Linked DNA regions of Mus musculus: region 2 is linked to region 1. The links are chromatin contacts, called in public promoter capture Hi-C maps. All regions are on one chromosome and are shown on one strand. Each heading gives the region's core, a stretch centred on a gene start, on an enhancer-like site or on the middle of the called end of the contact. The rest is flanking DNA. Distances are from core to core; before and after follow the strand shown. Region 1 holds the start of Steap2 (six transmembrane epithelial antigen of prostate 2). Region 2 holds the start of Crot (carnitine O-octanoyltransferase).

The links. Promoter capture Hi-C pulls out the DNA fragments that hold promoters and counts their contacts.
Region 2: a contact with region 1 is called in a promoter capture Hi-C map of maxillary cranial neural crest. The contact joins the promoter of Crot here to the promoter of Steap2 in region 1. A contact is called at or near these places in 2 of 39 promoter capture datasets (cranial neural crest and maxillary cranial neural crest) and 1 of 9 other capture datasets (pancreatic islet).

What each region holds. Positions count from the first base shown.
Region 1 is chr5:5,690,610-5,698,271 of GRCm38.p6, reverse strand. It overlaps Steap2 (six transmembrane epithelial antigen of prostate 2), which reads left to right and starts at 4,183. Exons shown (of 6, transcript NM_001103156.2): 1 at 4,183-4,314. All of the region lies in intron 1 of Gm40262 (a long non-coding RNA gene), which reads right to left.
Region 2 is chr5:8,992,781-9,000,442 of GRCm38.p6, reverse strand. Crot (carnitine O-octanoyltransferase) reads left to right here and starts at 3,297. Exons shown (of 18, transcript NM_023733.3): 1 at 3,297-3,339; 2 at 3,896-3,991; 3 at 6,802-6,937. The coding sequence starts at 6,823.

The sequences.
Region 1 (7,662 bases), core at 2,934-5,433:
GGGTCCTTCTCAGGGGGATCAATTGCTCTTCCAGCAGAGACATCGCTATAGCTCATTGTTTATTTTTCTATTACCACAAAAGTAATTGAAAAGAATCCACAGAGGAGATGCATATTAGGAGAGAAATGTTAGATTAATGACAAAACCACTCAACCAAATTCTTCTGAGTAGCTGTGCTCTTTCCCATGCATGCTTTTTAATTGCATACATTCTAACATGTGTGCTCCTAATCTACTTAAACCAATATAAATAATAAAATCTGTTGCAGATTAGATGCTGAATTTGAGAGACAAACGTATATTCATATTTTCCATAAAAAATTAAATTTTCATACAGATAAATAGGATACTATCAGAAAAATAATTGTAAAGAATCTTGCTATTTTTAATGTGTATGTATCGGTGTTTTGCTTGCATGCATGTATATGTACCTCATACATACCTAGGAGGCCCAAAGAGGGTGCCAAATACCCTGGAACTGAAGCGGCTCACAGTTGTAAGGTATCACATGGGTTTTGGGATGTTGAACCTGTGTCCTCTGGGTGAGCAGTCATTGCTTTAAACTGCTGAGTCACCTCTCTAGCCCCATAAAAGTCATTTTTAATAAATTCACACTTTGGAATATATCTTAAAGAAATGTTCTTTTAACTTAATATCCCAAAAGTAAGGTATGTAAAGCTGTTAAAGCAGTATTACTCATAACAGAAAAGGAATTGGATTTTTTTTTTTTTTGAGACAAGTGTCACATTATGTACCATTGACTGTTCTAAAACTCTCTATGTAGACCAGGCTGGCCTTGCACTCACAAAGGTGTGCCTGCCTCTGCCTCCCAAGTTCTGAAAATAAAGGCATGTGCCTCCATGATGCCTGGCTGGAAAACTCATTTTCTTAAAGCTTTGTGTTAGACTACTATATATCATATTATGGAATACATAACCATTAATAATTTTCTCTCTCTCTGTGGTGGCACTTGCCTTTGATCCCAGCACTCTGGAAGAGTTCAAAGCCAGCCTGGTCTACATAGCACATCCCAGAACAGCAAAGGCTACACTGTGGGACAGGCTTAAAGTGGGCAGGGACTGAATTATGTTGATGAAAAGATGTTCATGAAATAATGTTAACTATGAACTATGTTTTGTACAGATGCACATTTGCTTTGTTTAATTGCTTTATAAGTGTTTTATATTCGGTCTTTGTTTTATTCAATTGTTCTATTAGTATGAAAAGACACCTTGACCACAGCACCTGTTATATAGGGAATCATTTAACTGAGCCTTGCTGACAGTTCAGAGGTTTAGTCTGAACATGGTGGGAAAAATGGTGTCATGAAGGCCAACATGAGTTGGAAGAGCTGAGAGTTCTACATCTGAATCAGCAGGCAGCACAGAGAAACACAGGGCCTAGTTTAATCATTTAAACCCCAAAGCCCACCTCCAGTGACACACTTCCTCCAACAAGGCCACACCCACTCCAAGACCACACCCCCTAATCCCTCCCAAGTAGTACCACTTCCTAATGACCAAGCATTCAGATATATGAGCCTAGGAGGGACTATTCTCATTCAAATCACCGATCTATTTCAGTTATCTTGAAATATATAAATATGCTTTCAAAAGTAAAAAGTAGGTAGGTTACTCAGTTTTATGTTTACTGAATTGTTTAATTTCACAAAAACAGAATTTCATACAAAAGTCATTCTATCAATATACACTGTTCACAAAGACTCTTTACTCTCAAAAAATCATCTTTGATCATCAGCAGTGTGGGCTAAGTGAATGTCTTTAGTGTAGATAGTCATAGAGCCTTGAGACATTAATGTACACAATGGCTCTCTAGAGTGAGGATACTGCCTATGATTTACCCAAAGTCTACTACATGTAACAGGCCTTGTGCACATTTTATTTGCACCTATTTAATAAAATGTCTTCACCCACAGTGATGGTTTGTAAATGCTTGGCCTAGGGAGTGGCTCTATCAGGGAGGTGTGGCCTTGTTGGAGTAGGTGTGTCACTGTGGGCATGGGCTTAAGACCCTCATCCTAGCTGCCTAGAAGTTCGTGTTCTGTCAGAAGCCTTCAGATGAAGATGTAGAACTCTCAGCTCCTCCTGCACCATGCCTGCCTAGATGCTCCCCTGCTCCCACCTTGATGATAATGGACTGAACCGCTGAACCTGAGAGCCAGCCCCAATTAAATGCTGTCCTTTATAAGTCTTGCCTTAGTCATGGTGTCTGTTCACAGCAGTAAAACCCTAACTAAGACACCCATCAAACAATAAATTTTGAAAGACTTGTAGTCACTCTGTGTCCTGCTTTGTTCAAGAGTGCCTGACACCCAGGACACAAAGCTCTTGGTGAATGAGAGCCAGAGAGCTCCAGGTGCTTAAAGTTCCTTTAGGCGCTATCATCTCAAAGTTATCCACTTGTATAATAACTTCAAAGGAGAAATTATGTTAACACCTCTAGGCCACTAGAGATTTATTTAATGAATTATTGCTGTGCTTCAGTGGAATAAATTACTTCAGGGAACTGAGGACACTTCTCAGAGAGTGCTTCATGACCTGGAAAAAAGGCTTGCGAAATCAACTTTATATACTTTGAAACTGTAACTGGAAATCACTGGTAAAGATGGCCACCGGTTCATGAACTGGACCGGGAGCCATCTTTGGAGCACTTTGGGCCAGCCTGGCATTTTCCACCCATGGAGGATGTTTGCTTATTTTAACAGTTCAAGTATGAAAAGCAGATACTCCTTCTGGAAATTGTTGACTCATTCATTCTTTTGGGAGGCAAATGGTTTCGCATACTATTTTTTTTTTTAAATAAACAGAGTCCATGTCTCAACAGCTTTTAAAGATATTTTAAATGTACAACTTACCTGTTTTCTGTAATAACTTATGGCTTTGTACAACTGAGAATAAAAACGTGATAACCTTTGCTAGACCTTATGTAATGCTTTTGTTTATGTGATTGGAAAGCTACATCTTCTCACCAAATGCTAAGGACACAGCAGTTTCCTCCACTGGTCCTCCAAAAGTGTTAGAAATACCCTGCTGTTTTCACTATTTGACAGTAGTTGAAGTGAAACAATAAACACTGATATAAAATGTAAGGATTTTTTTTCTCCCCGTTACCAAAATGGAAAGTATTTCCCAGTTGTCAGTCTTTCCCCCTAATACATCACTAACAGCGGAGTTTGTGCCTAAACTTTAAACCTCAGCTGTATGTATTTGGGGGTGGGGAAGAGATGCTTTTCACAAGGATCAAACAAAGAATGTTTCCCAGGTTGAACTTGCAGAGGTTAATCTGTGTATGCCTTTCAAAGGGGAAAGTGCAGTGCCCTGAGGATCGATCTAAGACCCTCTTCTGCTTTTGTTCTGATTTGTCTAGTTAATAAACCACCAAGAAAGATAATTTTTAAACCTAATTTGCTGAAATGAGAATTTACTAACGTCTGAGGGTGGGGGAAGTAAATTTGACAATTTTCGACAAATTGGTTTTATATTAAAAAAAAATCTCCACTGACACTTTTGACTAAAAAGGTAAATAAAAGATCCCCATCTACTTGTTAATCCAAAATCGGGGGGGGGGGGGATTAGAGAAAGCAAGGTGCCCTTACACAGCTCAGCGAACCCTGGATGCTCCAAGGCCACTGCAGCTCTCCGCAGGCACGCTGGTCTCCTGACTCGGCTTCACCTTCCAGTCCGCACAGAGCTCGGGGGCACCGGCGACAGGGAAGGTCAGAGTCCACAGACTAACCCCTACAGCCCACGGCTGAGAAGGGCCTCCAGTCCCAGGGAGTTTTAAAATGCGGTTCGTGGAAGGGCATTTCTGATCATTCCCTTTCAAGGACATGATGCAGCCGAAAGGGAGAAAAAAAGCGCACTTTCTTCGAGGTTTGTGTGGAACAGAGTAGGGAGAAGGGGGGTGGACAGGGAGGAGGGCACTAATCAAAGCCAAGTCCGGGGCGGCGTGGCGAGCGTCTCGGAGGTAGTGGAGTGTAAACGCGGGCGGGATCCACGTAGGGCTGCTCCCACGGGGGGTCTCCGCAAGATCGCGCGCAGGCGTGGGGACCGCGGCCGGGTGGGTCCCCACGCACTCTGCCCCGACCGACCCGCGCCCCCCTGCGCGTCACCGCCAGCCCTGCCTCCGCGCGCCTCCTCCTGCTCCACCTCCCCGGCGCGGCGCGGTCCGGCTCGGGGGCAGGAGGAGCTTGGGCGGGAGGAGCACTCCGTAGGCCCGGGAGCTCGGCGGGCCCTCGGCGCGGGGGAGCCACGGCGCTGCGCTGCGAGCGTGGCTCGGAGAAGAGGGCGTGGAGGTGAGCCGGGTGGCCAGAGCGCCGAGGTGGCCGATCCGGGGTCGCCGAGCAGCGGGTGCTGTGCGGGAGCCGCATCTTTCCTCCCGGATTCCGGGGGGGGCTTGGAGCTGGCCAGGGGGCGAGTGGGAGGGGTGCTGGAGGGCGTCCGTCGCACGCATTCCGCCCCCTTATCCCCGTCGGTCTTCCCAGAGCTCTGGGAAGTCCTCGGGTCCGGGCCCAACAGAAAGGAGGCCAGGAGAGACCTTGTCCCAGGTCGGATGTGCCCGAAAGGGAAAGGACCCGCAGGTTACTTTTGCCAGCCACTTTGGATTGATGCGGCACTTTTCACTGTCGTACAGCACTGCTTGCCAAACAGGTAAATAATGCCTGCAGTGGCTTTGCTTATAAACCCGGTCATGTAATCCGGGTGTGCTCAGGCCATTTTGCGTTTAGAAGTAATTGGTCTGGTCTTTCAGTGTCCTTAATTACCTCTGCGTCCCGTGTTCAGCCTCAGCTGAAACTTGTTGAAAATTATGCCCTAAAAATCTTGTTCTGAAAATAACATAGGGAGATAAAGAGATTTTATTTTTCCTGTGGTCGGGGAGAATTCCATTTATTATCTTCACTATCCTGTGAAGCAGGATTGGTGTCAGTGTTTACTCTTCAGGCAGATTGTTTGTTTGTTTGTTTGTTTTTAAGTAGAAAAACTTATTCTGACCCACATTTAATTATCGCCCATCACTGTAGGTGAAATAAAATTCAGACTCCTGCCCCCACTTCAACCCTCAGTACTTGATTACCTAAAGCCCCAGTTAACCACCCCACTGCTTGCAACCTTCTTCTCTCTAGTCTACCCTACCACCACCCTTTTAATAGTTTTTTTAATTACTTATTTACTGAGTTGATGTTTTCTTTGACACTGTACTCACCCCCCCCCCTCCATCCCCCGCATCCTCAAGATAACCTATTTGGAAACGTAAGATAGGAAAACCAGAGTGTTTAGCTGCACCGGGGCAGCTATCAGGCTGCCTGGAGATGCTCCTGAGATGGTGGCATTCACTGCGGTTTCTGCCTCTCAGCTAGTCTGGGCGGGGTGGGCTGGCTGGGGCTGGGGCTGGGGGGCAGTTTCAGCAGTGATAAGTTAGCTAATTGTGAAAGATGGGAATGAGGAGCTTCATGAAATCACTCTTATTGTACTGGTACTATGGAAAATGCTCTTCTATTGAATGAGCATAATTGTACTTTAGCACTGGAACAGAGCACAGATAAAGGCAGAATTTTAAAATGATTACACATGATACAGAAAAAAGAGAAGGGTAAAGATGCAACGAAAGCTCAAAAGGCTAGGCCTGTGAGAAAAGAGGCAGGCAGAATATCTGGAGGTGCAGTTACTCTTTGCTCAGCCTGTAACTATGACTCTGAGGTAACCAAGACATTGACATAGACATAACATTGACACACCACTTAAATCCTCTGAGGCCTTTTGGGCCCACGGATCTTAACCATGGGAAAGAGAGATCTGGCCTAGAGCCTCATTACATTTTCTTTGGCCTTGGTGTTTATAAAAATGCATTTAGTGACAAAGAACATTCATTGCATACATAGTTGGTATGTGCCAGGCAGAGTGGATAGGAGTGTGTGTGTGTGTGTGTGTGTGTGTGTGTGTGTGTGTGTTTTGAGGATTTAAGTAAACAGTCCAAGAGCAAATAAGCACTTCTTTAAAACAACTCCCCGGGAACTTAACAGGGGCTGGAAGATGCTTGGTGAGTAGGCTGGAATCAATCACATCTGTAGGAGGCAGAGTCGGGTGGAAAAGAGATCTGTTTTTTCCACTTCTTGAAAAGAATTCTGGGGCTGGGCAGTAGGAAATATGGGGCCATCAGGATAAGGCTGGAGAGGTGAGCAGAAGCTGTCATATTTGGGACCTTTTGGGTCACAGTCAGGTATGAGAAGAAGCCGTTGACTTTTAAGGAAGAGAAATATTTTATGCCATTTGTGTTTTAAGGGGACCACAGCTCTTAGGTAGAGAGTGGGTATAGGTAAAAAGTGAAGAGAGACTGAAAGGTAAAGATAAGATACTGGCAAGCGAGGCATGACGATATTGCCCTTCAGGTGCCAGGTCCTGAGGCTGGGGCACTTGAGCCCAGGAGTTTGAGACCAGCCTCAACAGCACAGGGGACCTCATCTCAGAGTTGGGGAGGGGGAGGACTGGGGGTGAAGGTTTGATGTGAGAACAGATAAGAGCACCTGGGCTAGTTGGGTGTGCTGGTGTCCTCAGAGAAGGCATAAGAGGTACTTTAAAGGGCTGAGTTTGATGGCACCCACCTTTGATCTCAGCAGAGGCAGGCAGATCTCTATGAGGCAAGGCCAGCCTGGTCTACATAGCAAGTCCCAGACCAGCGAGAGCTACAAGACACTATGAAACCAAAGAACAGGGGTTTCCTGGTGAGGGCAAACAAAGCATAGAGATTGAATCCCCACTGCAGAGTCATCGCTTGAGCACCCGATAGGGAGTGGTGAAGCTGGGATACTGCAGGTAGAGTTGAGTTTTGAACCTGTTAGGTTTGAGATGTCATGAGAAAGGCTATGATCCGATGCCTTTAGAAGGCAGAAAGGGTGGTCTCCAGGGGAGACTGGGAAGATGGGTGGCTTTTGATGGGTGAAGGCGGCTATCGTGGATGTATGAGATTAGTAAACATGTTTGTCTGGTTTTTCATTAGCATTCTGCAGAGAGCTGAGTGGAGATACAGAGAAAATGGGTAGCTGGGTTCTTCTAGAGTTTTACTAAGTGTATGTGGTGGCAAGTAAGAATCTTTTCAATGAAATTACTCTCAGTGTCCACAGGCTGGGTTTAAAGAGAATCCAGGAATGGAATGAGAGATCCATAAACAAAAGTTGTTTTGCCTCTTAGACATCACTGTGAAGGTTTAAGCTGAGGTTATCAGGAAGGTACTGGATGTGCCCAGAAAGTGAATGCCTGGAGGCAGAGATTCGTTGCTTTTGATGAACAAATCATGAAAACAAGAGACCCCGAGGTTAAGATGCTTAACGCTACCAGGCAGAAGTGGTACCTGTAATCCCAGCACTTGGGAGGCAGAGGTAGTCAGCTCTCTGAGTTTGAGGCTGCCCAGGTCTACAGAGCAAGTTCCAGGACAGCCAAGGCTACACAGGGAAACCCTGGCTCCAAAAAAAAGGTTTATCTCCTGGAATGGTGAAGTCTTGAGATTGTTGACACGTGCTGAGGGACAGAGAACAACATCTCCAGTGAAAAGGGATAATCTAGAAGTCAGTAGAGAGCAGAGAGGCTATAGGGAGAGGTTGTTAGAGTTTCAGAGTACGTTAAGGAGGTTTGGATATGAGCTTGTGAAG
Region 2 (7,662 bases), core at 2,048-4,547, 3.3 Mb before region 1:
CTCCAGTGGAGTCCGCTTGATAGGCTGAGAAGCCTAAAAGCCACTCACGAGGCAAAGAGTTTCACAGAAACTCACCTCCTGGAGTTTTTGCATTATCATTTACTCATATACTCATATTCTATTCCCGCGTTAGTCTGGTGTATGGAAAAATTCTGTTATAGTTAAGTCTCCCCAGTGTTCCAAGGTCCCAGAAGCCGCTGAGCTTAGAATCCTGTAAGAATGCAGTAAGGACGTTAACCTATTCAGTAACTAATTAAGCATTGCAAAAGACGGAGCCAGTAGCTCAGAGCTGGTCTACCAAGGACAGTAGCAATTCTCACCCAAAAATGGGAATAATAGAGCCAGGGAATCCCACGGAGATAGAAATCTTCAGTACAGGCTACATTATATATTAGAAGCAAGTTGGTGAATTCTCCTGACAAGTGGAGATTCTCCAGATACTTAGAAGTTACACTCATATAGGAATTTATCAAGGCCTAGGAGATAGGGGGGTTGTGATATTGCATTATTCATGAGGCCTGCCAAGAGCAGAACCCCCTGGTGCTAGCCTTCACAAGGCTCAAAGCTATAGCACTAGAGTGTGAAATCCTTGCCTGTCACTAAGCTGACCCTAGGCAGGACTGCTTTATCTTTACTGTAAACATTAACCTGGTTCCTGTAAATCCTTTTGAAATCATTCCTTTGTTTTGTACCTGGTAACTTCAGTGTACCTTGCCTGCTGTGACTTCCGGACCCCTTGTACTATATAAGATTGGTGTTCACTTTGTGACAATACATTCAGATTCTACACAATCTCATGTGTTGGTCTGTCTGTCACCCTCTAACGCTTTGTCCATCTGCCCCAGAGACCCGTTCCATGCAGACAAAGGGACTTAGAGGGTCTGCGGCAGTCTGTAAAAGTCTTCCTTTTAATTTGGTAGTGTATGGAGAAAGAGCTACACTGAATGGACTCTAGCCAGCCCGAGCATGTCACACATGGCTCTGGTAGGCATTGCCTTTCTCCCTGATTCCCACTGTCTTGCTGGAAACTATTAGATTTTATTCCTATAACTAGCCAACAAGGTCTATTCCCTTATTTGGTCATTTCCCTCTCCTGAGGCGGACTACCAAAGTCTAGTTATCAAAGTATTGCGGTTCAGCTATCAACCCTCCGCTCCTTTGACTGACCTAATCTGTCTAATGAAAGTCAACACCTCATCCTAGCTCAGGGCTTGCCCTTGACTTGACACTGTCATTTGCCTATGTGCCACATCTGCCTCCTCTCTAGCCAGAGGTAGCCCCTTGCCCTGGGGTCCTGGGTCCATATGGATCCCTTCATACACATAAATGAATGATTTTTTAAAGATTTATTTATTTTATGTATATGAGTACACTGTACAGATGGTTGTGAGCCTTCATGTGGCTGTTGCGAATTGAATTTTTAGACCTCTGCTCACTCCGGTTGGATACTCCAGAAGAGGGAGTCAGATCTCATTATGGGTGGTTGTGAGCCAGCATGTAGTTGTTGGGATTTGAACTCAGGTCCTCTGGAAGAGCAGTTGGTGCTCTTACCTGCTGAGCCATCTCTCCAGCCCGAATGATTTTTTATATAACTTTAATAGTCAATTTTAAGACTTGGGACAAGTTGTTGCTATAAGACATACTCCAAAAGCTTGCAATATCTTCCTCAGCCATCAAGATCTGTCTATCCTGAGCTAAGAAATACAAGCTTGTTCAAATTTAATCTGAGTGCTACCGATTTTAAATTTGACATTAAAATATCTATTATACATTTGGTAGAAAACATTTTCAGGACTCTGCTTAATTACAGTTTTACAGAGATGGTCATTTTTCTCACATTCTCCAGGTTCTACTGATTTTTTTCAGTCCCGAGGTTGTTTTCTTTTTATGAGAAGCCAAGATCTTCATGGAGACACCGTTTCTGCTTAACAAAACCAGGAAGAAGAGAAACTTGCAGCAGGGCTTGAATGTAGCTCAGTGTTAAAGACCCTGCATAAAGGCCTGGTTTGGTGAGATTACCAAACTCACAAAAACAGTGAAGGTGAGTGACCCTAAATTCTTTGCCACCAGCAAACATTCAATATGCGTAAACTTCTAAAGAGGTGCCAAAATTTTTTTTACTAAAAAAAAAAAAAAAAAAAAAAAAAAAAGACAATGAAGGTTTCTGAGAAATCCAGTCAGTCTAAGAATTCTATTTTCGAAGCATAATATAATATCCGGAACGGAACACTTACATACTATGAGGGGGAAAAGTTCTTTAACACAGTCACTTTGACAAGCTTAGAGAGATTATCCAGCTTGATTATGTAATACCTCCAGCAACGCTGTGCAGTCATGAAACATATTAGTAATTCTGCGGGAAACTCAAAAGGATTTCGGAAAGACAGCAGCTTTTAATATACTAATTTGAAATGAAGTCATTAAACTGTTGAATAACTTAACTATGCAGGAGCAGGTAAAATATTTTTCCTTCCACGAAAACAAAACAGAAGTACAAATAAAAAGTGTATATAAGTTTAAAATTGTATCAATTTATTTCAGGAGGTAAATGAAAAAAAGGGCATTGACCTGTGAAACTAAAAATACCTCATAGTCTTCCTCTAGGACGTGCTAGCTTTTTAAAAACGCAACTTCTTGGATGATAAAAATATTCAGGCAAGGCCAAAGCTTGAAGCTTGACCATCGCTAGAGACTGCAAGGGCTTGCCCTAGATGGCTGGGAGTTGGCCAAATCTTAAGTCTCAAAGAGGCGACGAGGCCAAACCGGATCCATTCGCCTGCTATTCTCTTGCCAGCACACAGGGTAGACAAAATAAAATGTCTCAGTATAAATTCTTAAATTTATATCTAAAGTAGTATAAATGCTTGCCTGGGCCATGCAAAGGAGGCTGGCACAAAGAAGGGGGAGCGACTGGGAAGAAAGAACACAGCGCCAAGCCCCTAAGAGTTCGGCGAAAAGCAGGCTGAGCCGTGGGCCTCCTTACGCAGCCACAGGGCTGTGCCCGAGAGTGGGTAGATCTCTGGACGGAGGCCAATCTCCCGCAGCATCCGGAAGGAAGCTGCTGTAGCGGGGACTGCAGGGCGCTTATCTGACTTTCTGCTGCGTTCCCGGGGTCTGCAGCCTAGGACGCCACCAGAGCCCGAGAACCCGGCGGGGGCGGGACCAGCAAGCCTCGACAGCCCACCCCTTCCAGCGCGGGGTGGGACCCTCGCGGCTTCCCGTCCAATCCCGTTCCCCGACGCGCACAGGGCGGGACCCTCGCGGTTTTCCGTTCTGGTCCGGCCTCAGGACAGCCCAGAGCCTGCAGGCCGACGCAGAGGGACAAGAGGGGCGCGGGAGGTGAGGATTCTGGGGCCGGCTGCTCGCTCTCCTTCCCCTCCCACATGGCGAGGGGGTCGAAGGGTATTGCAGTAGCAGGAAGCCGAGCTGAGTGCAGTCGGGCTGTGCGCCCAGGCGCCCCGTCTGGCGCGGGCGTGGTGCCCCCCCCCCCCCCCGAGCATCTTGCCCTTCTGGTTTGGGGTGTCCTCTCTCAGTTGCACCGGCCTCGCTAGAGTGCTAGAGTGCTAGAGTGCTTGATCGATTGGTTGGTTTTGCGTGTGCATGTTTCTTGGTTTTTCTCCCCTTGTCCTTATCCTCGGTGAGAAGCTGCCCTTGTTTTGGTGGGAGGAGTTTCTGAACTTTATTGCTTTCTGCTTCTGCTGCAACCTCCCCGCGGGCACCGGAAGGTTCCCTGTGCCCCTTGGGTCCATCTGATAGGCTGCTTGGAACATAGCTAGCTCTGTAGTGATATAAATCTCATGTCTAGCAGATGTCCGTTCTCTGTATTTCCAGCTTCTGTCACTATCCTCTTCTCCTTTCCTGATCTTTACTTGAGTGTATTTCTTCCTTTCCACAGTCACCAGGCTTGGCCAGTTCGGGTTCCCTGTGGTTTCCTTTCCGAATTGTTCAAGCAGGCTCCTGGAGGTCCTGAGCACTTCTTCGTGGTTTACTGGTATGTGACCCTATTTGTTTACTTCCTGGTTCTATTTTCCCACCTCTCTCGCGTTCACATCACCTTGCTTTCAGAAAGTCCACTGTCATCGTTTTCTTAATTTTATTGGAATCGTTTAACTAGTTTTATATGGTTGAAAACTTAAGACAACTCTTAAAGAATCTGTAGTCGGCTTAACCTTGCAGGGGCTAAGCACTGCAGCAGGCATAAAATTAGTACTCTGGTCTTCTTTGTGGGATCTGTTAAATGACAAGGAAGTGTAATGAGATCAGCTTGCCCGGCATGCTTGCATTAGTTTCCTATTGCTGTTACAGCAGACAGTGACATGTTTAGCGGTTAAAGGAACACAGACTTTGAGTTTCTGAAGATCTGAAGTCCGAGCAAGCTTAGCTGCTTACCCTGCATGGACGCACAAAAGGAGAGACCAGGGTTTCTGTTATGAGTTACTTTCTGAAGTTTTAGGGGGAGACTCCCTTTTCAGGTTCATTCGAGTTGGCAGAGTCTAACCCCTGTTCACTTGCATTAGGATTAATCCCATTTCCTGCAAGTCCTGTTTGTCTCTGAGTTCGTTAAGGACATGGATGTAGACACAGATCATTAAAGACATAGATGTAGACACAGAGGTGTGGCAGTATCTCTGCTCAAGCACTCAAATGATTAGGTTAGGTCCTCTCTATTTTAAGCCTTTTTTTTTTTTTTTTTTTTTTTGTAGGTGAAACCCAGTTGCAACCATAGGAGTAATGATGTTCTATCATAATGACAAGTTCTGGGGACTAAAAAGAGTAGGTAGGAGTTAGGTCATCATAACAATTCTGCCCATTATAGTCCATAATATAGTTGTTTCAGGATGAGTTGTTTTTATGGCATTAAAAAGTCTGATGACTAATTATATGGTTATACATGCCAAGATAAAGAGATTCAATTAAAGTTACTTGCCTAGAGCTGGGTGGGTGTTGGTGGCATATATTCCCAGCACTAGGGAGTCAGAGGCAGGCTGACCCATGTGAATTCAGGCAAGCCTGTCTGACAAAAGTTAGTTCCAAGCCTGCCTGGGGTATATAGTAATATTCTAACCCCCCCCCCCAAAAAAAAGACAAATTTTGAGGCTCAGTGAGATGGCTCATTGGATATTGACACCTGCAGGCAAACCTGATGACCCAAGTGTGATCCCCAGGACCCACATGGTAGAAAAGAGAATGAACTCCTGGGAGCTGTCCTTTGACTTCCCCGTGTGTGCTATGGCAGCCCACTACCAAATAAACGGTCCTGTTTTTTCTAGTCATTTGCCTAGGAGCAAATGGTTAGAACATGGCTGAGTCTATATTTAAGACCGAGATCCTAAATATTCTGTTAGATCCAAAGTGGTTTATCAATATTCAAATGGGATGTAAGCAGTAAAACGGAAGGGGTGGAGCTTTGAGGTCCTATGCACTGTCTGGTTATGTTACTGGAACAGTAGAACCTCCTCGCTGTAACAAAGCCAACAAGACATGGTATTAAGAAAGCAAGAGGGCTCTGTTGTTATCATCTAGTCTCACTATACTACCCTGGGCTGAAGCGTCCTCTTGCTACTGCAGCTAGGTACATGCCACCATACCCAGCACTGCGCCTTGTCCTCTCCTTCCCTTTCCTTTCACATCTAGAAGTAGGACCAGAAAGGTGATTCTGGCAATATGGCTTCTGTAAATGGGTCCAAGGTGCTTGTTCTGGTTGGCAGCCAGCTGGGTCAGCACTGAGACGGAGATAAAGAGTAATATATACAGCAAAAATTTTAGATTTGGTTAATAATGGGAGAAAAAGATATTAGTCAAAAATAATCCGCCATGCCTTTGTTTTTGATATTGTTAACTTTTTTGTTTTGTTTTGTTTGTTTTTTTGGTTTTTTTCGAGACAGGGTTTCTCTGTGTAGCCCTGGCTGTCCTGGAACTCACTTTGTAGACCAGGCTGGCCTCGAACTCAGAAATCCGCCTGCCTCTGCCTCCCGAGTGCTGGGATTAAAGGCGTGCGCCACCACCGCCCAGCTATTGTTAACTTTTATAACATATGAATAGTATATTTTATTTAACTTTGCTATTTTAAAATAGGATATAAAAGGACAGGAAGTTTTCACTCAGTATCAATTCTTTGTTTTCTTAGTTACTGGTTTTATATAGGATCTATAAATGATTCTCTCAGAAATCTTATTATTTACTCTACCAATATAGCCTATTCATATATGGTGTTAGTTTTATTTTGATGAAAATTACCACAAATGTAGAAAAATTTTGAAGTTTGGTTTGTGATATTCAAAGCCAGTGTGATTAGGGCCCATGCCATCTGCACAGCGTTAAGTGACATCAGCCTGTCACATGAATTCTTACAGTCTATAATATCCCATGCTCCACACCTCTGCATATGCTTTTGAGAGTTTCTCAGACCATAATCTTGTTCTACACATCTAATCCTACCCACTCAGCAAGAATCTCTGCAGGTTCTCTAATGGCCTGTAATATCGCCTCGTCAGCCGGGAGATTGTAACCTAACACATTGGCATTTGGGTACCAAGTGTGACTTCTTAAACGTGACTAACCCTGAAATGCTTGTTTGCATGTGTGAAGTGGCAGTGTTTGCAGGGTGAAAGTTAGGAGTAAGCATGTTTTCTCTAACACCACACTACCTGGGGTTGGGTGGTCACATCTTTCTGATGACACATTGTTCCTGGCATGCTAAGTTCACATTCTTAATAGTAAAGTTGGTTTTCCTTATTTGACAAGTTTACAAATAGCTCAGGAGTTATTGGTGACCAATGTCCCGCCTGTTTTTTCTTTTAGTTCTCTTACTGTGACTTTATCATGGAAAATCAATTGACTAAATCAGTTGAAGAACGGACATTTCAGTACCAGGACTCTCTTCCGTCATTGCCTGTTCCTGCACTTGAAGAATCATTAAAAAAATACCTTGAATCAGGTGTGTTCATAGTCGTCCAGTGTAGCTTAATGTTGTTAGTAACATAAAAATGATGTTGATTAGGGTCTCATTGCAGGTGCCTCCAGGCTCATCCTTAAAACATGCAAAGCTTTTTGAAAGTTCCTTTTCCCATAGTTTGCAAAGTCAGATAGTATTAGTAGGCCTGCAGTGTAAATGGAAGTCCTTTGTCTCTATCTCCTTGTACTAAGTCCACGGAGGGCAAAGATTTTTGAAATCCTCTGTGTTTCTTTTGCTCTCTCCATATTTGAAATAATCTTCCATTTCTTGGATCTTGTAGTCTCGATATTATGAATTAATTCCTTAAAATAGTTTTGATGTTTGTTCCCTAACATCTGTCCAGAGCATATGTACAATCCGTCATATCCAAATTTCCCTCACATTCTCATTATCTATATATAAAATCAGCACTTTAAATTAGCAGCTACTTTTTTTTGTTTTTGTTTTTGTTTTTGTTTTTTGTTTTTTCGAGACAGGGTTTCTCTGTATTGTCCTGGCTGTCCTGGAATTCACTCTGTAGACCAGGCTGGCCTCGAACTCAGAAATCCACCTGCCTCTGCCTCCCAAGTGCTGGGATAACAGGCATGTGCCACCACGCCTGGCCCACCTGATCTTAATAAATCTTTACCTTAATTCACCTGGCCGTTCAGGGTCTAGAGCAGTGGTCCTCACCCTTCCTGATGCAGTGGCCCGTGCTGCTCCTCATG